7 separate regions of the Mus musculus genome follow, and regions 1, 2, 3, 4, 5 and 7 are each linked to region 6. Evidence: chromatin contacts called from public Hi-C, HiCAR-type and promoter capture Hi-C data. All regions are on one chromosome and are shown on one strand. Each heading gives the region's core, a stretch centred on a gene start, on an enhancer-like site or on the middle of the called end of the contact. The rest is flanking DNA. Distances are from core to core; before and after follow the strand shown. Region 1 holds the start of Myo1g (myosin IG). Region 2 holds the start of Limk2 (LIM motif-containing protein kinase 2). Region 3 holds the start of Ddx56 (DEAD box helicase 56). Region 4 holds the start of Pik3ip1 (phosphoinositide-3-kinase interacting protein 1). Region 5 holds the start of Drg1 (developmentally regulated GTP binding protein 1). Region 6 holds the start of Zmat5 (zinc finger, matrin type 5). Region 7 holds the start of Ogdh (oxoglutarate (alpha-ketoglutarate) dehydrogenase (lipoamide)).

Evidence for each region. Promoter capture Hi-C pulls out the DNA fragments that hold promoters and counts their contacts. A called contact is a pair of places that touch in the nucleus more often than the background predicts. HiCAR-type assays count read pairs that join an accessible place to other places. Capture Hi-C pulls out chosen DNA fragments and counts their contacts.
Region 1: a Hi-C map of B cells shows a contact between it and region 6, with 6 read pairs. The contact joins the promoter of Myo1g here to the promoter of Zmat5 in region 6. A contact is called at or near these places in 1 of 39 promoter capture datasets (pre-B cells) and 1 of 484 Hi-C or Micro-C datasets (B cells).
Region 2: a promoter capture Hi-C map of embryonic stem cells shows a contact between it and region 6, with 2.5 times the contacts expected there. The contact joins the promoter of Limk2 here to the promoter of Zmat5 in region 6. A contact is called at or near these places in 2 of 39 promoter capture datasets (embryonic stem cells and liver).
Region 3: a contact with region 6 is called in a promoter capture Hi-C map of erythroid cells, with 5 times the contacts expected there. The contact joins the promoter of Ddx56 here to the promoter of Zmat5 in region 6. A contact is called at or near these places in 2 of 39 promoter capture datasets (erythroid cells and liver) and 1 of 484 Hi-C or Micro-C datasets (CD4 T cells).
Region 4: a contact with region 6 is called in a HiCAR-type map of astrocytes, with 4 times the contacts expected there. The contact joins the promoter of Pik3ip1 here to the promoter of Zmat5 in region 6. A contact is called at or near these places in 2 of 39 promoter capture datasets (both in liver) and 1 of 115 datasets of contacts at active chromatin or transcription factors (astrocytes).
Region 5: a contact with region 6 is called in a promoter capture Hi-C map of adipose tissue, with 3 times the contacts expected there. The contact joins the promoter of Drg1 here to the promoter of Zmat5 in region 6. A contact is called at or near these places in 1 of 39 promoter capture datasets (embryonic stem cells) and 1 of 9 other capture datasets (adipose tissue).
Region 7: a promoter capture Hi-C map of pre-B cells shows a contact between it and region 6, with 3 times the contacts expected there. The contact joins the promoter of Ogdh here to the promoter of Zmat5 in region 6. A contact is called at or near these places in 2 of 39 promoter capture datasets (liver and pre-B cells).

The regions. Positions count from the first base shown.
Region 1 is chr11:6,519,527-6,522,226 of GRCm38.p6, reverse strand. Myo1g (myosin IG) reads left to right here and starts at 1,269. Exons shown (of 22, transcript NM_178440.4): 1 at 1,269-1,485. The coding sequence starts at 1,373.
Region 2 is chr11:3,407,873-3,410,572 of GRCm38.p6, reverse strand. It overlaps Limk2 (LIM motif-containing protein kinase 2), which reads left to right and starts at 1,335. Exons shown (of 16, transcript NM_010718.4): 1 at 1,335-1,527. The coding sequence starts at 1,512. Gm51879 (a long non-coding RNA gene) reads right to left here. Exons shown (of 2, transcript XR_003949624.1): 1 at 1,172-2,700; 2 at 1-826.
Region 3 is chr11:6,266,465-6,269,164 of GRCm38.p6, reverse strand. It overlaps Ddx56 (DEAD box helicase 56), which reads left to right and starts at 1,436. Exons shown (of 14, transcript NM_026538.3): 1 at 1,436-1,505; 2 at 1,586-1,747; 3 at 2,194-2,354; 4 at 2,483-2,653. The coding sequence starts at 1,446.
Region 4 is chr11:3,329,411-3,332,110 of GRCm38.p6, reverse strand. Pik3ip1 (phosphoinositide-3-kinase interacting protein 1) reads right to left here and starts at 1,380. Exons shown (of 6, transcript NM_178149.4): 1 at 1,107-1,380; 2 at 80-196; 3 at 1-2. The coding sequence starts at 1,176. Gm12592 (predicted gene 12592) reads left to right here and starts at 921. Exons shown (of 2, transcript NR_165248.1): 1 at 921-1,197.
Region 5 is chr11:3,265,028-3,267,727 of GRCm38.p6, reverse strand. It overlaps Drg1 (developmentally regulated GTP binding protein 1), which reads left to right and starts at 1,265. Exons shown (of 9, transcript NM_007879.2): 1 at 1,265-1,459. The coding sequence starts at 1,418.
Region 6 is chr11:4,703,208-4,705,907 of GRCm38.p6, reverse strand. It overlaps Zmat5 (zinc finger, matrin type 5), which reads right to left and starts at 1,252. Exons shown (of 6, transcript NM_026015.3): 1 at 1,187-1,252. It overlaps Uqcr10 (ubiquinol-cytochrome c reductase, complex III subunit X), which reads left to right and starts at 1,564. Exons shown (of 2, transcript NM_197979.3): 1 at 1,564-1,751. The coding sequence starts at 1,602.
Region 7 is chr11:6,290,279-6,292,978 of GRCm38.p6, reverse strand. Ogdh (oxoglutarate (alpha-ketoglutarate) dehydrogenase (lipoamide)) reads right to left here and starts at 1,382. Exons shown (of 23, transcript NM_010956.4): 1 at 1,286-1,382. It overlaps Gm46270 (predicted gene, 46270), which reads left to right and starts at 716. Exons shown (of 1, transcript NR_168687.1): 1 at 716-2,700.

The DNA.
Region 1 (2,700 bases), core at 20-2,519, 1.8 Mb before region 6:
AATGGTTTTATCTCAGAGGCTGGATGAGAGAACGAAGCTGAGCATATGCAAGAGGGTCCTACCAAAGGCTAGCCCACTAGAGGGCTGGAGAGTGTACTCTTCCGCTCCCTTGTCACTGTGGGGAGGAATCGCAGGGTGCCGAGTCCCCACCACTGCCTCATCTGCTGGGTCAGGCAGGAAGTCTTTATGGTTTAAACTCTATTGTGGCCACCCCTGGCTGATGTTGAGCTCTGGGGCAGCGATGTTCAGCTGGGTAACCACGAGAGGCCAAGAAATATCTGTTGGCACGCCTTTAATCCCAGCACTTGGGAGGCAGAGGCAGGCCGATTTCTGAGTTCGAGGCAAGCCTGGAGCCTGGTCTACAAAGTGAGTTCCAGGACAGCCAGGGCTATACAGAGAAACCCTGTCTCGAAAAACCAAAAAAAAAAAAAAAAAAAACCAAAATAATAATAATAAAAGAAATATCTATTGGGCTAGAGAGATGGCTCAGAAGTTAAGAGCACTGACTGCTCCTGCAAAGGTCTGCAGTTTACGGCCACCCAGCCCTCTAGCCCTCTGCAGACACCCAGCATGCATATGGTGCACTTATACATGTAGACAAAGCACTTGTACACAAAATAGATGTTTAAAACGTTTTAAAAGAAGCATCCTGCCAGGCGTGGTGGCACATGCCTTTAATCCCAGCACTTGGGAGGCAGAGGCAAGTAGATTTCTGAGTTCAAGGCTGGCCTGGTCTACAGAGTGAGTTCCAGGACACACAGAGAAACCCTGTCTTGAAAAACCAAAAAAAGAAAGAAAGAAAGAAAGAAAGAAAGAAAGAAAGAAAGAAAGAAAGAAAGAAAGAAGAAGAAGCATCCTTTCTTACTGAGCCTGGTATAATCCTAGCTACTTTGGGGAGGCCAGCTTGGACTACAGAGATAGAAGAAAGAAAGAAAGAAAGAAAGAAAGAAAGAAAGAAAGAAAGAAAGAGAGAGAGAGAGAGAGAGAGAGAGAGAGAGACGGAAAGAGGGAGGGAGCAAAGGAAGGAAGGAAGACAGACAGACAAGGGGAGGGAGAATTCCAGCCTGCCCGTAATCTTTGGAGTGCTTGGGATTACAGACAGGTATGGCCAAACCTAGCTTGGGAAGAGCTTTAAGGAAGCCAGTAAAGACCCCATCAGGACAGACAGTTAGGCATGGACCTTGTGGGCCAGGGAGCAGGAAGCAGTGTCTGAAGCACCAAGGCAGGGGAGTAGCAATGGGCAGGGCCAAACTCCCCGGGCAGAACCCACTTCCTACTTTACTGAAGTACTGCAGTAGTCAGGCAGGGCTGGGCCTCCCCTTTCTGCCTTCCCCTTCACCTCTGTACAGAAAGCTCTGGCGACCTGCCTTGGATGCTTGCAGTGGGCAGGATGGAGGACGAAGAAGGCCCTGAGTATGGGAAACCAGACTTCGTGCTTTTGGATCAACTGACCATGGAGGACTTCATGAAGAACCTAGAGCTCAGGTAGATGTGAGGTGGGGGTGGGGATGCGGTACTGGGCTTCTTTCCTTCCTTTCCTCCCTTATCATCCACACAGACCTGAGAGAAGCCCTGAAGGTACCCTGGTCCCATCGTCAGGAATGGGGACAAGGCTACACATACCTAGACAATACAGGCTGAAATGATAGCATCTCCAGGAGATAATGGCCACTCAGAAAGTAACCAGCTGTCAGGAATGGAGCTGCCCAGCCACCCTCACAACACCCTGGTTGACAAGCCCAGAGTCCTGAGGAAGACAGGCAAAGGCATGGGGACCAGGAATGTACTGCATCTCCTCTCTGTCACCTGCTGATGCTTTCCCCCTGGGTCCCATGTGTGACCCGACTTGAGTTTCCTTAGGAACTCCAAAATGAAGTGCCCTCCACCCCAGAATCGCAATAATCGAAGCAAGCTGATATGATGCTGATATGATGTTCTGGGTTGGGAGTTGTTCATGGGAGGGGTCACAGGCTAGGACTAGGAGAATTGACAGTGCAGCCTGCTTTCTCACTGAAAAAAGCAGGGAGGGGTCCAGGAGCTAGAAGCACAGCATGTTAAATGGCCTTGTGTGCGGCTGGACTTCATACACACCTCCTAGGGAGGATTGTTGTGTGCTAGGAAGCTCCTTAGAGAGCAACTGGGGACCAGGAATCTCACTAGGTGCAGAGATGGAGGTCCTAGGCTGCCACATGGAGAGCTTTATCCAGGAAATGAGTTCAATGCTTTGTTAGACTGCCTCATTCTCTCGAAAAGCAAGCTCACAAGCATGCCCTCCATGCTTTGTATGCTGAGCCGAGGAAGACAGTGGCTGCAGGTCACAAAACTTGTAGTCCCAGGGCGTGACTTGTCAGAGGGGGCAGAGAAAGAGGAACCCTGAAGAGGCCTGCCTGGGGTTGAGCGGGCCCCACACACCGAGAGGACAGTTGGGGCCCCAAGGAGGCTAGTACTCCTCCCAGAGCACAAAACCCAAGAGAGGTACAGCCCTAGGTTCCTGCTTCTAATATGGTTAGTAAACGGAAGGGTGGAGGAGTTTGAGATGTGCTGGAGAGGGACGGTGGCCATGGCTGGGGTTGCAAAGACTAGCAAATCACCACGCTATGATTTGGGTGGGGCAGGGCGAGTCCCCTTCCGGATCTGGTCCCGCCTAGACTCTGAGACAGGAAACAACCAAGCCCCCCACCCCCCCCACCCCCCACTCTC
Region 2 (2,700 bases), core at 86-2,585, 1.3 Mb after region 6:
CAGCTCAAGTGAGTTCCCAGGAAGGAAGTCAGGTACAGCCCCCTCCCTAGCACTTGTGCACCCTAGGTCATATGAAGGCGCCACGGAAGAAACATCTAACTAGCAGCCACTTTTGTTAACAAAAGGCCATGCAGGAAGACAGAGAATTGTGCTGTTTTGTTTACCTAAGTAGTAGAGCCAGAGGCAGCTGATGGGAGAGTTGGAGGCAGGATTGGTTTCCTTGGGCTCCATTCCTACCCATTTCCTGATCCTCTGGACTCTTTTCCCATGTACATAAATCTGATGGAGGGAAGTAACAATTGTCTAAAACCGAGTGTCATAGTTAGGGTTCTAATGCTGGGAAGAGACACTATGACCACAGCAACTCTTACAAAGGACAACATTTATTTGGGGCTGGCTTACAGGTTCAGAAGTTTAGTTCACTATCATCCCGGCCAGAAGCATGGCAGAATACAGGTAGACATGGCGATGGAGAAGGAGCTGAGAGTGCTGCGTCTTTTTTTTTTTTTTTTTTTTTTTTTAGACGGTTTCTCTGTATAGCCCCGGCTGTCCTGGAACTCACTCTGTAGTCCAGGCTGGCCTCGAACTCAGAAATCCACCTCCCTCTGCCTCCCAAGTGCTGGGATTAAAGGCGTGTGCCACCACTGTCCGGTTCTTTCTTGATTTTAGTCACAGAATAAGATAACTATGTTAGAACATCTAGATTTTGGTTTTTTTTTTTAAATAAACAATCTAGAGATGATTTAAAACAAGAATATCTCAGCACTCAAGAAGCTGAGGCAAGAGGCTGGCAAGTTCAATATCAGTCTGGCTGCATTTCAAGACCCTGTGGCAAAACAAAAGAAAAAATAAAGCATATGAAGATTGTGCGTGGATTATAGACAAAGTTTACGCCATTTTCTATGAGACTTGACCAACCAGGGACTTTATATAAGGAGTGGGAGTCCTGGACCCAAAATTCCAGGAACCCAGGTATTTGGCCTCCATAATCTGCTCTAGGGAGCCTCATTTCCATATTGCCTTTGACACGCAAAAGTGGTTTCTCTTAGCTTCTTCGTGTTCACATTGCTGATTACAAACTGGGAGTCAAAAGACCTGTGATACCTACCCACGCTCTGCACCTGAAGAGCAGAGCCATTTTCAAGTAGTGTAGAAGGGCAACTGGACTAACCTGAGCGCCGAGGGTCCCCTGTGTTGCGACCTCCAGCCTAAACTGAATCACCCTGGTCAATCCGAACGCCTCTAGAGGTCGCCAGTCGCCAGCAGGCGCCAGAGATGCGGCAGAGTTCGCGCGGGAGGCGGGACGGGGCAGGGCGGGTCGTTAACCTAAGTGGGAGGGGCTCCGGGGCGGGTCCCCGTGCCAGGTGCGGTTTGGTCCTCCCAGGGCGCCGTAGGCGGTGCATCCTTCCGGCTGCAGGGGCAGAGACAGCCTCTTCTCTAGACCGCAGGCGGGCGCGGACCTGAGGCGCTGCTGCCGGGTGGTCCTTCCTGTGTTGTCCGCGCCCTGGACCATGGCGGCGCTGGCGGGTAAGAAGGGCCCATTCCGTCCAGCCCGCCGCTCGCGGGTTTCTGGCTGTCTGGTTTTTCTTGGGTCCGGAATCCTCAGCGAGAGCCTGGCAGGGTGGGGAGGATCGAACACAATGGTTCCCTCGGGACTTGAAGGTCTTGGGACTCTGGAAGTCCGAGCGCAGTCGTTCTAAGACTGAGGGCTCCTTGCGGCCGGCGCGTGGGGCGAATTCCCGCGAGGTGGATCCTCGGATCTGCAGACCGGGCAAGTCTCCTGGCTAAGGAAGCCGAGGCACCTGAGATTCTGAAATATGGGAAGTACAGGGTCTTCCAGAGTTCAGGACTTGAGATTCCGAGTTATCCTGGGTTCTAGGTTTTCTGTAGACCCAAAGTTCTCGAAGGTGTCTTTGGACTCTGGGATTGGGAGGAGTGGTTCCTAGAGATAGAGTATGAGTGTGGAGTTTATGATGTGGATAGGAAGACATCCGACCGTTCTTCCTGAGGCTCAAAGACCTCTGCCTCCTGTGGAGAACAGCTTCAAGTCTTCCTAGAGACTAGTTGAGTCCTCGCGTAGTCTCTGATGCCAGCAGATTAATAGCTCCGCACCTTGAGGGGAAGAGTTGAGTGAAGGAAATTTCAGAATTGGCTTAGCTGGGCCTGTAAATCCCTTCACGAATCATCTTGCAGCTTCCTGCCCCGCGGCATCATGAACTTTCTGCCGCCTTATTCCCAGCCACCGGTGTGAGTGGCTCAGTTTCTGGGTCTACCAGGGTCGACTTCCAAAAGTTTTCTAGAAAGGCCAAGGGAGAATTTTAGGGGTGGGGGAGGGACTGAATATGTGCCTCCACTTCCTGGCTTTGGGCCGGTGGACAGTCACTTCCTCCATCCTGAATTCAAGGACCGGGCCGCCAGTGGGTCACTTCCTCACTACGGGAACATGGAATTTCAGACCTTATTGGTGATAATATGCTCTGGAGAAGGAAAGCATGGAGCGGAAATTCGTCTGTCTCTTCCCTTAATTTTTTTTCCTGGCTGGTAGTGGTGATTGCACACCTGTAATCCCAGACTAGACAGAGCCAGGAGAATTGCTTGGTCTGTGTGTGGCGTACTAACTAGGTCAACCTGGACGACAGAATACGATCCTGTCTCTAAATAAATAATTTTTTTAAAATTGAGTTGGATGGGATGTGGTTC
Region 3 (2,700 bases), core at 187-2,686, 1.6 Mb before region 6:
TAGCAAAATTACAGTTGTGAAATAGTAAAAATGATGTTCTGGATGGGGGTCACTTCAACGTGAGGAACTGTATTAAAGGGTAGCAGCATTGGGAAGGTTGAGAAGCACTGATCTAGATCATCAGTTTGAGCTCACTGCAGTCACAGGTGCCAGAGTCCAGCGTTTTGCAGTTAGGCTTCTAGCCCCACCTTAAGTCTCCCCCTTTTCCTCTCCTTTGCTGCTGATTGAGACTCTAAGGCATCATGCACGCTAGGGAAGTGCTCTACATTGATCCTGTTGCCCACTTAATGACCCCTTTTATTGGTCTTTTCCTTCAGCTCAGCCCCTCCTGTTATCAGGAGGGCTTTCCCTTTCTTAATAGGTGGTCACTATAAGACCCTGTTGGTAAATGTTTTTAGTCCCCACCAATCTCTTTTCTGTTATTGCCCTAACAATAGTTACAGCGCCCAGAAGAAATGGGCCTAAGGTCAACTGACACTTTTTTGGCTTTAGGTGTTTTAAGAGGTCCCAAGGAAGGGTGGTAGTGCATGCCTTTAATTCCAGCACTAGGGAGGCTGAGTCAAACCAGTCTGGTCTACCTACCAAGTTCCAGGCCAGCCACTACATAATGAGGCCATGTCTCAAAAAAACCAATCAATCAATCTTCCCCAGGCAGTGATGGCACATGCCTTTAATCTCAGCATTTGGGAGGCAGAGGCAGGCGGATTTCTGAGTTTGAAGCCAGCCTGGTCTACAGAGTGAGTTCCAGGACAGCCAGGGCCACACAGAGAAACCCTGTCTTGAAAAAAACAAACAAACAAACAAAAAAAAAAAAACAAAAAAAAAACAAAAACAGAAGAAAAAGTCCTAAGGACATTCCCTGGTAAGGAATTCTCAAAGAATGGGCCTTATTAACATGTGTAACAAAGTCTGATTTTCGTTTTCTGGGAAAGATGGTCCCAGGAAGGGTTCGAGTCAACTTGGCTCTTCTTCTAAGAGCTGTTAAGGATTGCACCGCGTGTTGGCAGTATTTGTGAAAATCTTCATAGTAGCTGAAGGCCTGATTTAACATTTATCTTAGGTTAGCAACTTGTGCCGCGATTTCTGCCCAGTGAGATTTGCCTCTGGTTACCCACAGAACCCTAATTCCTTTGCGCATGTGCCTAAGTGGCGGCTGCCTCCCTTTAGCCAAAACGCGGTCGATCCCAACCATAACCTAGCAAAGCCCTGCCCACGTCACTCTGTGGGTCAGGGAAGGCTGAGGCGCCAGAGAAGAGGCATCCACAATTCGGAGGGCGTTCAAGGGACAGCATTGCGGAACGCTCCTGCGCAGAGCCAGCACAAATTGGTAGCAACGTCGGACACCCAGGAGAAAGTACTTCCAGGAAGTGACGTACCTTCCAGAGCTGATTAGTTGTTGGTTTGTCCCGCCCTACGCGTGCGCACTGACAGCGTGGAGTCACGCCATGGAGGACCAAGAAGCGCTGGGTTTTGAACACATGGGCCTGGATCCCCGGCTCCTGCAGGTATGGGGTAGGCTGTGGAGCTGCTACCCGGTGTGCCGCTGTACTCCACGCCGCTTGAGCTGCGTCCTCTTCCTTCTTAGGCTGTCACCGATTTGGGCTGGTCGCGACCTACGTTGATCCAGGAAAAGGCCATTCCTCTGGCGCTGGAGGGGAAGGACCTCCTGGCCCGCGCCCGCACAGGCTCCGGGAAGACCGCAGCTTATGCTATTCCGATGCTTCAGTCGCTTCTCCACAAGAAGGCGGTGGGTAGCGAGAGGAGCAGTGAGTATGAGGCAGGACGCTCCAAAAGAATAGGGAATGAAGTGCCCGACTGTGCCAAGGTTCCTCCTATAGGTCCTGTGTCAGTGTTAGGCGGCCCATAGAGAACTTGGTCAATTTGCAGCTTAATCTCTGAGCTGGAGTTCAGGTTACTTGGCTCTCAACCCGGGCCTTGGTGCCACGACCGCCATCCTGTTGTAATTTTGAGTAACCTTTTATCTAGAGGGGGACTCATCAGCTCCGTAGTACGTTAAGTGATTTCAGCAAGTTCTAAATTTGAGTGCCTGGGAAAGCTCTGCCCCCTGTGCTGTGAGGTGGGCAGAATTAAGAGTTTATCAGGACACAGCTAGGTGGTTGTGTTGCAGTACATGGTTCTGACTGTTTGGGCGGACCCAGTACTTTGAACGGTCTTGAATTGGTGTTCTTACAGACAGGTCCTGTAATGGAGCAGGCTGTGAGAGGCCTTGTTCTTGTTCCTACCAAGGAGCTGGCACGGCAGGCCCAGGCCATGATCCAGCAACTGGCTGCCTACTGTGCTCGGGATGTGCGAGTGGCTAACGTCTCAGCTGCAGAAGACTCAGCTTCTCAGAGGTGGGTGAAACCTGCAGGCCTCCAAAGGGAGAACGCTTTGCAAGTGTGTGCCCTTGGTGGTGTGAGTGGCTAGCCTGGGCAGGTCTGCCAGGGCGAGGGTCTGGCTGCTAAATCCTTGCCACCTGCAGAGCTGTGTTGATGGAGAAGCCAGATGTGGTGGTGGGAACCCCATCCCGAGTGTTAAGCCACTTGCAGCAGAACACCTTGAAACTCCGGGACTCCCTAGAGCTGCTGGTGGTAGATGAAGCTGACCTTCTTTTTTCCTTTGGCTTTGAGGATGAACTCAAGAGTCTTCTCTGGTAAGGAAGAAACAGAAGTGGCTCCTAGACCTGCAAGGGTCTGGACT
Region 4 (2,700 bases), core at 131-2,630, 1.4 Mb after region 6:
GCCTGAGGTGGGGAGAAGAGGAGTCAAGGGCCGCGGCCGCCGCCCACCAACCCCGCCCGCCTCCCCGGCGGACACTCACTGGGCTCGGTGAGCGACTCGCGGCTGCCTTGCGCGGCCAACCAGTTGAGGCAGCGGAGACCCGGCGCGGGCGAGGGCTGGTCCTCCCGGTACAGGTGGCCGTTGTCCCAGAAGCAGCCTATGAGGAAGAGGAACCCGCCCGAGACTCTTAGTGCGTTTCTCTGGCCCCGCGGGAGAAAGCCCTGTGTACCTCAGAGTGTCACGCCCCTGGCGGCGTTTGGTCCACACACAACACTCGATTTAGCTTTCTTCTTCCTTCCCTTCCCTTCCCTTCCCTTCCCTTCCTTCCTTCCTTCCTTCCTTCCTTCCTTCCTTCCTTCCTTCCTTCCTTCCTTCCTTCCTTTTAAAAAAGCTTAAGATCGCTGCACAACTGCAAAGGGTTGTTATTCTTGGACTTGGGACCACTTTGAAGGTACAAGAAGGTCTTTCTCCCTAAGGTCTTTCTGTGGAGATGGTGAGTTTGGTTCTGGGCAGTCAGACATGGAAGTCATCCCAGTGTTGAGAAGTCAATGTTATATAAACTGGTGTTCCCTTCTCTACGAATACAGCCACTTTCTGCTAGTTTAACAGACACCGCCAGCTCCCAAGAGAATTCCACAAAAGCCTTTGATTCAGGGAAGCAAAAGATCCAATAGAGACCCCAGCTGAGGGTCTCTGCCTCATCTCTTAAGCTCCCACTCCCCTCAGCAGAGAGCCACGGGAGGAGGCTGGAGAGGGGAGGTTCGTGCGCCTGCCACACAAAGCAAACGGACTTTAAAAGGGTAAGACTCTGGGGAGTAGAAGAGACGAATTCCACTCCATCCACTCGTGTGAAAGGAAAGGGAAAGAGAAAGTGACTACTTGTCTTTGTTCTTAATGGCAAAGATGGAGCTGCAAGCCTCTGGCAAGGAAGGAGAGAGGAGAGAAGAATGCTTTCGTAGGATAACGAGAAAAGCAGCCAAAACCTTCCTTCCCTGTCGGCCTGACCACGTTTGGGGAATCTGTTTCATTTAAGTTGCTGCAGAAAGGGGGAGAAAACGTAATCTCACCTCCAGATCCATAGGCTTCTGCCAGAAGCATGTTGCTGAGAAGAAATGTGTGTACCCAAGCCAACAGCATCCTCGTCTCTTCGGCTCGCAGGTGACTCAACAGCCAGTGTCCAAATGGGGGGGGGGGGTCCTCCTTGGCAGCAGTTTTGTCTCCTTGCAGTCAGACTGGCCGGCCCCTGTTATGCTCTTCTGGTAAACAGCCTCTCTTTAGAACTGGGAGCTTCCCAGCTAGCTTGCTGCAGCCGAGGTGTTTTTCAGCTGAAAGGCGCCCCCTGGGTCCTAAGCCTCCTAGACCTTACCAGATCACTAACCCTGAGCCAAGAGAGGAACTCAGCCAAGCCGAGAGTGGCAGAGAGGTTTTGCTTAGCAGCAGCTCCGCGTGAGACCTGCACAACTGCATGCCCAGGGCTTTTCTTCCTTTTCCACCAGTGTGAGTACAGAGTCACTGTGTCAGAAGGCATCGTGGAGTGGGGTGGATTAGGAGCCCCAAAAGCACTACACAGTTGTAAGAGCGGATGCTGATTGCAGAAGCAGGAAGAATTTAAGACCACATAGACAGCACAACTAAGAATTATCTGTCTGGAAGCAATATATTTAAATTGTACTTTGCTAGGGCCAGTTCAGTCACATTCCTTTACTAACATTTGAGGTTTGGGTTATCCATATATAGTAGGAACACAGAAAGGGTATCATTAGCTGAAAATACATGTTACACAAACATTGAATTCCTTTAGCTATATTGTAAAGTCCACCCTTTTTACCAGCCCAGAAGTAAAATGTCTTCCTTCCAACTCCCCTCAAGCAGTATATAGGAAATCTAGTTGCAATAATTTGTGTCTACAGTTAAACCACATCCACATAACTTAGGGCTTTTGGAGTTTCTATTTGGCTGGCAGTTGAAGTTCCCAAGCAGCCTCAGTAAACTGAGAGAACAGGGTGGTTTGCCAAGACTACCTTGTGACTGGGGCAAATCCAAGAATAGAAACTCTGTTTTGATCTTGCCACAATGTAGGGAGGAAAAAAATAACACTATGAAGTAAGTTTTATAGACTTTATCATAGTGGAAAGCTAATGTGATTCTAACTATGAGAAGTGATTGAACCCTGATGTGTCTTTTAAGAAGAAAAGGGTTATTTTTATTTGTGGGTTTATCTGTGTCTGTACTCAGGCCATAGGAAAACTTCAGGGCCTCAAGAACTGGGGTTATAGGCAGTTGTCGACCATGGGAGGTAGCTGAAGTAGGCAGTGGAACTCGGGTCAGCTCTTCTTGAAGAGCAGCAAGTACTCCTAGTCTCTGAACCATGTCCCCAAACCACCTGACATGCCTTTTAAAACCATTGTCCGGACTGGGGAGGTGGCTCATTAGTTACGAGCACTTGTTGCTCTTGCGGAGCACTTAGTTCAGTTCCCAGCACTTAGCATAAGGCCATCTGTGTCCAGATCCAGAATATGGACTCCCTCCTCTGATACTCAGTCATGCACATACACATATGCTGGCAAAACACACATATAAACACCGCCCCCCAAAGAGTGCGTGTGTGTGCGTGTGGGGGTGGGGTTGGGGAGGGGTGGGGGGGTGTGCATGTGGTGTGTA
Region 5 (2,700 bases), core at 16-2,515, 1.4 Mb after region 6:
AATTACACAAAGCAAATGGTCGGTCCCTCTATGTCCCTCATCATCAGACCCATAAACAATTCTCCCCTCAGGGTTCAGGGGGATCCTCCCGATCTAAGTGTCATGAGTGAGTCCTCGGCATTACAGGAAAAACCTTCCTATGGGAACCATTCTTTTACCTCCCTTTTTCTTTTTTTCCCTTTTTTATTTTATTTTTTTCCCAGTTTTTCGAGATAGCTTTCTCTGCCTTGACTGTCCTGGAACTTGCTCTGAAGACCAGGCTGGCCTGGAACTGAACTCAGAGATCTACCTGTTTCTGCTTCCTGAGTACTGGGATCAAAGGCGTGCGCCTCTATCATCTGGTTTATCTACATTTCCTAGAATGTACTTTCTGGCATGGTGTGTGGTAGTCGAGGGTTGCCTTGAACACAGGAGATCCTTGGTCTCAGCACCACCAGGAGACACACTCCGGTACTTTTTTTTTTTTTTTTTTTTGAGACAGGGTTTCTCTGTATAGCCCTGGCTGTCCTAGAACTCACTCTGTAGAGCAGGCTGGCCTCGAAGTCAGAAATCCGCCTGCCTCCCAAGTGCTGGGATTAAAGGTGGGTACCACTACCCTATGCCTCTCTAAGTGTATTTCTAACAAACAGCCTAGAGAGTATAATGATAAAAGGCACAGTTCTATTTGTCCATCTGACAAATTCGGGACTCACTTCCAGTCACACTACGCTTTAGTGGCTGTAACCTTATTTTACACAATAAAAATGCTTTTATATTTATTTATGCATTCCCTTCTAATTTGTGCTAACATAATTTCCAACTTTTCAACATGATAGCTTCTCCAAGTAATGGCTCTCTCTGGAAGAGCTCATTCGATCCACTAACTGTGGCTCGTTGAGTGCCACACTCCTTCTTTAGGGTTCCTGGTAAACAAAGGATCCCTCAAAAATTGTGCCCCCCACCCCTCTGAGTCTCTCTACAACCCCCCACCCCTCTGAGTCTCTCTACAACCCAGGAAGCCGAGGTCTGTCCTGATGAAGAAAGGGAGCTTCCAAGTATCTGCGCGCACTCTGATGGTCGCCGGGTTTAGGTGCACGCTGGGCACGGGAGTCGAAGGGGCGAGCGCAGGTCCGGCGGGGTGGGGCCGAGCTGCGCGCGACCCTCGGCGCGCTCCGGGAAGTTGGCCCGAGCGACCGCTCTGGTCACCTCACTGCGGGCTCTATGACACCGCGCTGGCTGGCGGGACAGGGAGGAGTCGGCGGAGAAGGCGGAGACCGCCCATCTCCGAGAGCGTCGGCGCGGACTTCTCGCGGAACCGTGTCGCGAGCTTAGCAGATCCCGCGCTTGCGCGCTGCAGTGGTGGCCAGAGGCGCGGCGGGCGCGAGAAGGGGGACCTAACCAGTGTGGAGGCTGGTGTGGCCTTAAGCCCTCCGCCACCATGAGCGGGACCTTAGCGAAGATCGCGGAGATCGAAGCCGAGGTAAAAGGCGCAGCCGGCGCTTCTCTCCTGGCCCTTCTGCGGCGCTGCGGCTCCTCCGGTGTTGCGTCCGCGGCGTCAGGGCCTGGCTTCCACCCCTGTGCCACCAGCTGCCATCGCCCCCGTAGTCTAAACCTGCGCTGCCGCAGCCCCGTCCCCATGCAGCCCCTTCCCTCAGTTCCTCGGGCCTGGGCTTCTCAGCTCCCATCCGCCAGCTCCGTCTCTGCGCAACCTCCCACATCCCACACCCAGCACTTGCTCCGGTTTTCGGCGCATGTCTCGACATTATTTCTGTTTTTCTTGCTTTTTTCTCTGAGCCACACGACTTCTATATCCCAGACTCCGTGATCCGATCACGGGCTTTGAGGTCTTGTCCCGTTATTCCTTGCCCACTTGCCACTCACTGGTGGTCCCCTTTTACACGCCGTTGGTTGTGACGGTAAGATCTGGGAGTAAGTAGATTGTACCTGGATGGCGCGTCATCCCTGAGACCTTCAGGGCTTTTTAAAGTCCGTAATGTGACACCCTTCTTTTAGATTGGGTACCGTAGAAACGAATCAGCAGATGCATTTTAATTCCCTCTGTGGATAGAAATTCGAATGACCGTGGGTCCTTTCACGTTGGGTCTCGTTTGTTTCTTTTGTGGTGAAGAGAATGAACTGGAGAGGGGAGAGGGAATTCAGTTTATTTTTATGTTTCTGTGTGTGTGTGTTCAGCATTACTTAGGGGAATCGTTCTGTTCAGTCATGGTTTCTGGGATTGAGTTTAGGTCTTCCAAGTTTGGCAGCAAGTGCACTTGAGTGTGTCTATCTGGCCCTGGATTTTTTCCCTCTCTCCCTCCCTCTACCTCTCTCCTTTGTTTGGAGACAGGGTCTTGCTACATACTTCTGGATGTCAGGGATCCCATTGTGTAGATCACGCTGGCCTTGAACTCAGACAGATCTGCCTCTGCCTCCAGAGTGCTGACATTAGCCAGGCTTGGTTTTTCTTTTTAAAAAATACTTAGTTGCCTGTATCCTCTTCAGTCTGCAGTTTGCTGGATGCTCGTGAATATGAGCCATTTGGTCTTCCCCTGAAGCAGTATTTCAATAGACAGTTTGTTCACCTTCACCTCTATTGTGGGCGTCTAAGGATAAAAAATAATTCTTAGGTGGAGCTCAGGAGGCCGAGGCCAGTGGTACACTAATGAATTCAATGCCAACCTGGTTTACATAATAAGTTGTAGTACAGTTAGGACCACATAA
Region 6 (2,700 bases), core at 3-2,502:
GAGCAAGTGTAAAACCTTTTCTCCATACAAACAAACACAAACCATTTAGTCTCTGTAGTCAAATCTTAATTTATCTCTAGATGTTAATTCCTATTTTTGTTTCTTGGTTTGGTTTGGTTTTTCAGGACAGGGTTTCTTTGTGTAGCCCTGGTTGTCCTGGAATTTGTAAACCAGGCTGGTCTTGAACTCTGAGACCCACCTGCATCTGGAGTGCTGAGACTAAAGGCACCCACAACCGAGCCCACCTCTTAATTCTACCTTTCTTGCACACTTCTGCTAGCTTGCTCTGTCTATCCTACCTACCAAAATGCATCTCAAATCTGACCATTATTCTAAACCTCTCTACTCTAAATTACCTACCTCTGCAATTTCTTCTCTTCAGTTTTTGCTCTAGCAAGAAGTCAGAACGATAACATTAAAATGTAAATAGACCTCAAAGCATTCCAGCTTAAACCCATTCAGTGACTCCCTAGTGCAATTAGGAAAAGAATGACTCCTTACCCAGGACGGGATTCAAGGCCAGACTAGAGATGACTTCAGGCCACCTACTCATTAGAGGCCACTCTACACTTTCTCAAGCACCCCAGCAGTGCAGTTGCCTCTAGAAACATTATCCTGTTTACCCTGCTACAATATATTCAGTCCTCCATTAAGCGGCTACTCAGGTTTAAAGAGCAAGCAATCCGTCCAAGCATTTGGGTTTTCTCTTTTACAAAGTATTAGTTTCCAGAAGTGCTGGGCTTCCCCATCGCCCACGCACCACGGCCAGAGCGCTCCAGGAGAGCTGGGAACCTTTCTTTTACTGGGGATCATCTCAAGACCCCGAGGGGATACTCAGAAAAGTACGGTGCCTTTTACAACCAGGTCACCCATCTCCGAAGCCGGGGTTCTTGGCTTTAAAGCCTACGCTCTGGAGAACAGGAAGCAAGTGCAAAGCCACTTTCCCCCCTGAGACGTGGCTTAAGAGTTAGAACTGCAGGACCCGACTTTTGCCACCCCCAAACCTACATCTGGAGTAGGTTCAAAGGACGTTAGGCAGAGAGTCGAGATGCAGCCACAGAAACTCAGGTTCCCTGCCTCTGTATTCACTCCCCATGCCAGAAAAAGCGGATAGCGCGGACTTAGAATGAAATGCCTACTCTTCTGATTGGGAAAAGAGCCTAAAACTTGGACGCGGATGTCTCACCAAAGATACCTGGTTCCGGGCTCCTCCTCTTGAGTCCTCGCGTTGCGCTCTGCTCGCTGGGATTTGTAGTCCTTCCTAAGGTACCGAGAAGGCGGAATACGAAGGCGAGACAGCACTGGGGAAGATGGGTAAGCTAAGGGGCTTTCGGGACTTGTAGTTCAAAATAGCCAAACGCAGGAAATGGTTGAGGAGAAAAACTGAGAAATAAGTCTTATCAAATTTTGGTTGTGTGGAATATGAACATTGTAATAAACTGTTACCCTGTGCACATTATCAGTTTCTTTAATGGTTCAAAATGTCGACTCTGAGATACAGAGAAACTACAATTCCCATAAAGCAGGGCGCGTTGAAACTTTTGGAGCAAGACATTGGGTTCTACGCAAGCGCAGTGGCGCGAGTTCGGCAGTGAGGCAACATGTCGTCGCCGACGATCCCTTCGCGCCTGTACTCCTTGCTGTTCCGCAGAACTTCCACCTTTGCCCTCACCATCGCAGTGGGCGCCCTGTTCTTCGAGCGAGCCTTCGATCAGGGCGCAGACGCGATCTACGAGCACATCAACGAGGGGGTGAGGGCCTGGGCCATCCTGACCTTGGGCCCGCCTGAAGGGTGACTGGGAGGGAGGTAGGACGGAACTCAATCAAGTCTTACCAGGTCTGGGGTGAACTGTGCCCGTTAATACATCTATTTCTCTTGACATGGTGCGAGGCCTAATTGGTATGTCCTGTCACACAGTTCCACATATTCATTTGCGAAAGCTAACTCCTGACTCCTGAGACATCAGAGGACTTACGGGTCTGAACCACTCCATTAAGTCGGTGGTGAGTTGGAACTCCGACCCCTGCCGTCCTTGCTAGTTTCAAGGGCAGATTTCAGCAAGGCAGTCGTTAAAAGTAGGTCTCCTTAGACCATGTGGCTGACCTTTTAAAATTGATGTTTCAGTTCCGAAGGCCGCCCACGTAGGCTCTTTGGATTAAACGTGAAGACTATGAAACCTCAAGCCCTAACTGGCAATACTGGACTTAAAGCACTTAACCGTGGTATTGAATAAAGGTCATAGTGGATCAAAGATCCTGGGATACAGATGAGGTGCTACCGTTCATACTTAATGATACCACTGAAAGATAGCATCCTGGGAAAATGTGGGGATGAATATAAAGTAGGAAATGGCGAGCCCTCTTTGACTTAACTGTCCCACACTCTGTGCATGTTTTATGTCAAAGGTTGTGAGAGTATTGGGGAAGGTATGTTACTGATGGCCAGCATGTTCATCGACTGGTTTCTTTTTCTCGAGACAGGGTTTCTCTGTGTAGCTATTGCTGTCCCGGAGCTAGATGGTAGACAAGGCTTGGCCTTAGACTCACCCTCCTGCCTCTGCCACCTGAGTGTTGGGATTGTAGGCCTGAGCCACCACCGACCAGCTCCTTCACTGAGTGGCCTTCCTTCTTGCCTTCCTTCCTTTCTTACCTCTTTTGGTTTGTTTTTAAATTTTGTTGTTTTAATTTTATTTGCTTATG
Region 7 (2,700 bases), core at 133-2,632, 1.6 Mb before region 6:
CCTAACGCCACCTACTAATCTACCTGGTTCCACCTTCAAGGGCAAGGCTAGAGGATCAGACAAACAGAGGAACTCCAACGGTGTCCTCTGCTCAATGTCAGAGCACAGGATACACAGACACAAGTAGGGCCTGTAAGGGCAATGAAATCCACAGAAAAGCTGGGGGAAATTTTTACTTCTATTTTTAGTTACACGCTTCTACTTAGGGTGATGAAGACCAGTTGCACATTCGCAATAGCTTCACTATATACAGATAACACTTACGGACGTAGAGACCTCCATCGAATACAGGTTGACCCCACTGACCCCACTTGGGCCTGTAGAGGTGTTCCTTGAGTGACCTTTTGACGTCAAGGATCTAAAACTCCACCCTCCAATGATGCTTAACGCCGCCATTTTCTGATCTTACAGTCAGGAAGTTGAGTTACGCATGCGCACAACACCTAGCCCGTCACTTCTCATTACCTTTAATCCCTTTTCCACACCTCACCCTGCTCCTTCACCGTGTAGATACTCAAATGCCCTACACTCCGCTCTCCTGTCTTTACATGGTATCCACGTGAGGATTCTTGCCGAACCTGTCACTTCAGAGACTGGCACACTGCTCGGTGGGCAAAAGAAACATGATCTGGTAACTCATGCGAGGGCACAGTAGCAGGCTTCCCAGTCACTCTGGGTATAACTCACATCTGTCACACACTCTCGCGAGGAAAGCGGTGCGTGGATGGTGTTTCTAGGGAAACCAGTGTCACCTTGGCCGACAGCCTGGTTTACCTCATACCGGCAGGTGGGGCTGCCGCAGGCACCAAGGTCAGCGCCGTGTCCGGGCACGGCGAACACAAGGACGGCGGCCTGCTGGGGTCAGCGCACGCAGGACAAAAGAACGCGCGCGGGCCAGAGGGAGCGACCGGTCCACGTGACACGCCGCGACCTTGGGGCTCTCCCGGGCCGCCAGGCCACCTACTCCCTAGCCCGCCACCTTCGCGGCTCCGCCGCCAGAGCCAATAGCGCTCGGCCCCCCGACCCCCGGCGCAAGTCCGCGTCCGCCAATCTCCGCCCGCCTGGAGGACCCTGCCACGCCATTGGCTATAACGTCTGTCCGTCAGGTCTCGTCCCCCGCCCACCATCGCCGCCCTCCGCCAGCCCGGCTCTGTCCGGCTTCACGCCCGTCACTCAGGCACTCCGGAAGCAAGGACGCATAGGCCTCACCCTCGGCCGCGAGCTCCGGGTGTCAAGCGCCGAGCCTCCCAGCCCTGGACGGAGCCCGTCTGCCGCACAAGGTTACCTGTCTCCCGTTCAGCTCCACCCGAGTGAAGCGCCGACACCACTCCGGGCTCCAAACTCTCAGCCCCGCCCCGGCGTGTGGCGTCAACGCGTAGCCCGGCCCCAGAGGAGCGGCCTGCAAGACAGGCTGTGGGCGTGACGTGACGTCACAGAATTGGGTTTCAGTCGCTCGCTCGGGCTTCGCGCCAATGCAGAACTTTGCATCTGGCCAAAGCCAGCCTGTTGCTCACTGTCTTTCGGCTGTCATTAGCAGTTACACGGGAGACGCTTCCGAAGCTTGTTAAGAACCTGGTACATTCAGGGCGTGGGATGCCGTCTGATAATTGAAGCGTTTGGCGGGCCGAAGCAGGAGCGCTGCGACTTTGAGGCCCACGGGCTTTGTATCCAAAACAAGCTGCCCTAAATAATAGTTGGGTTGGTAAAATGTATCCCTGCACAAAATAATTTGAATAACATGAGTGACTATTTTGAACACTTGTTTTGCAGCAGTCCTTATGAAGATTAGTTAGCGAGGTCTAATGTGACTTGGTTGTCATGCGACTTGGGTGTTCCTGCTAGTATTCTGACAGGAAGCTGTGCTGGGGTCCCCCTGGATCTTCCTGGCTCCAGAGCCTGCTCTAAACAGACAAAATCCACTAGTTAACCTGTTACACTTCACTAATATGAAATGTTCCCCGTGTCAAAATGTTAAGCCAGAGCCTGGCTGTGTGAGTGCACACCTTAAAGCAGAGCACTCAGAAGCAGAGGCAGGCTCATCTCTGAGTTTGAGGTCAGCCTGGTCTACAGAGAGAGTTTCAGGGCCACATAGAGAAACCCTGTCTTGGGAAACAAAATAAAAAACTAACAAAAATATTCAGCCAGATTTTGCAGCACACACCTGCAATTTCAGAACAGAGAAAAACTGACCAATTGGGAGGTCAAGATGGGCTACATAGAGTTCTTGTGGGCAGCCTGGGCTACACAGTTGGATCAGGTCTCAAAAAGGAGAGTGGTTCATTTCATACTCATGTCTTTTGTTGTTGTTGTTTGAGACAATGGCATGTAGCTGAGGCTGGATTCAATTTCATAATGTAGGCTGACCTTGCTCTGTTTCTTTTACCTGCATATACCAGGTGCTAGGACTATAGCTATAAGTCCCATGCCCAGCTTCATGCTCATGGCCTTTAACTCTCCGCTTGTTTCTCTTTTTTAGCAGAGTAGTTTTTGATGGACAGCAATACAGACTGTCAGTTTATCCTTGCTATGTATGGCAAATGGCACCAGTGCTGGATGAGCTGGCTGGAGAGTCCTTTTGCTCTACTGAAATAGAAGTCACAAGTAGTCACAAGTATGCCAGAAGCTCTTCAAGCTTTGGTAGCAGTGATAGGCCACAGTACAAGGGCAGAAGCATCAGCAATGGTACACGTGAGTTGTCCT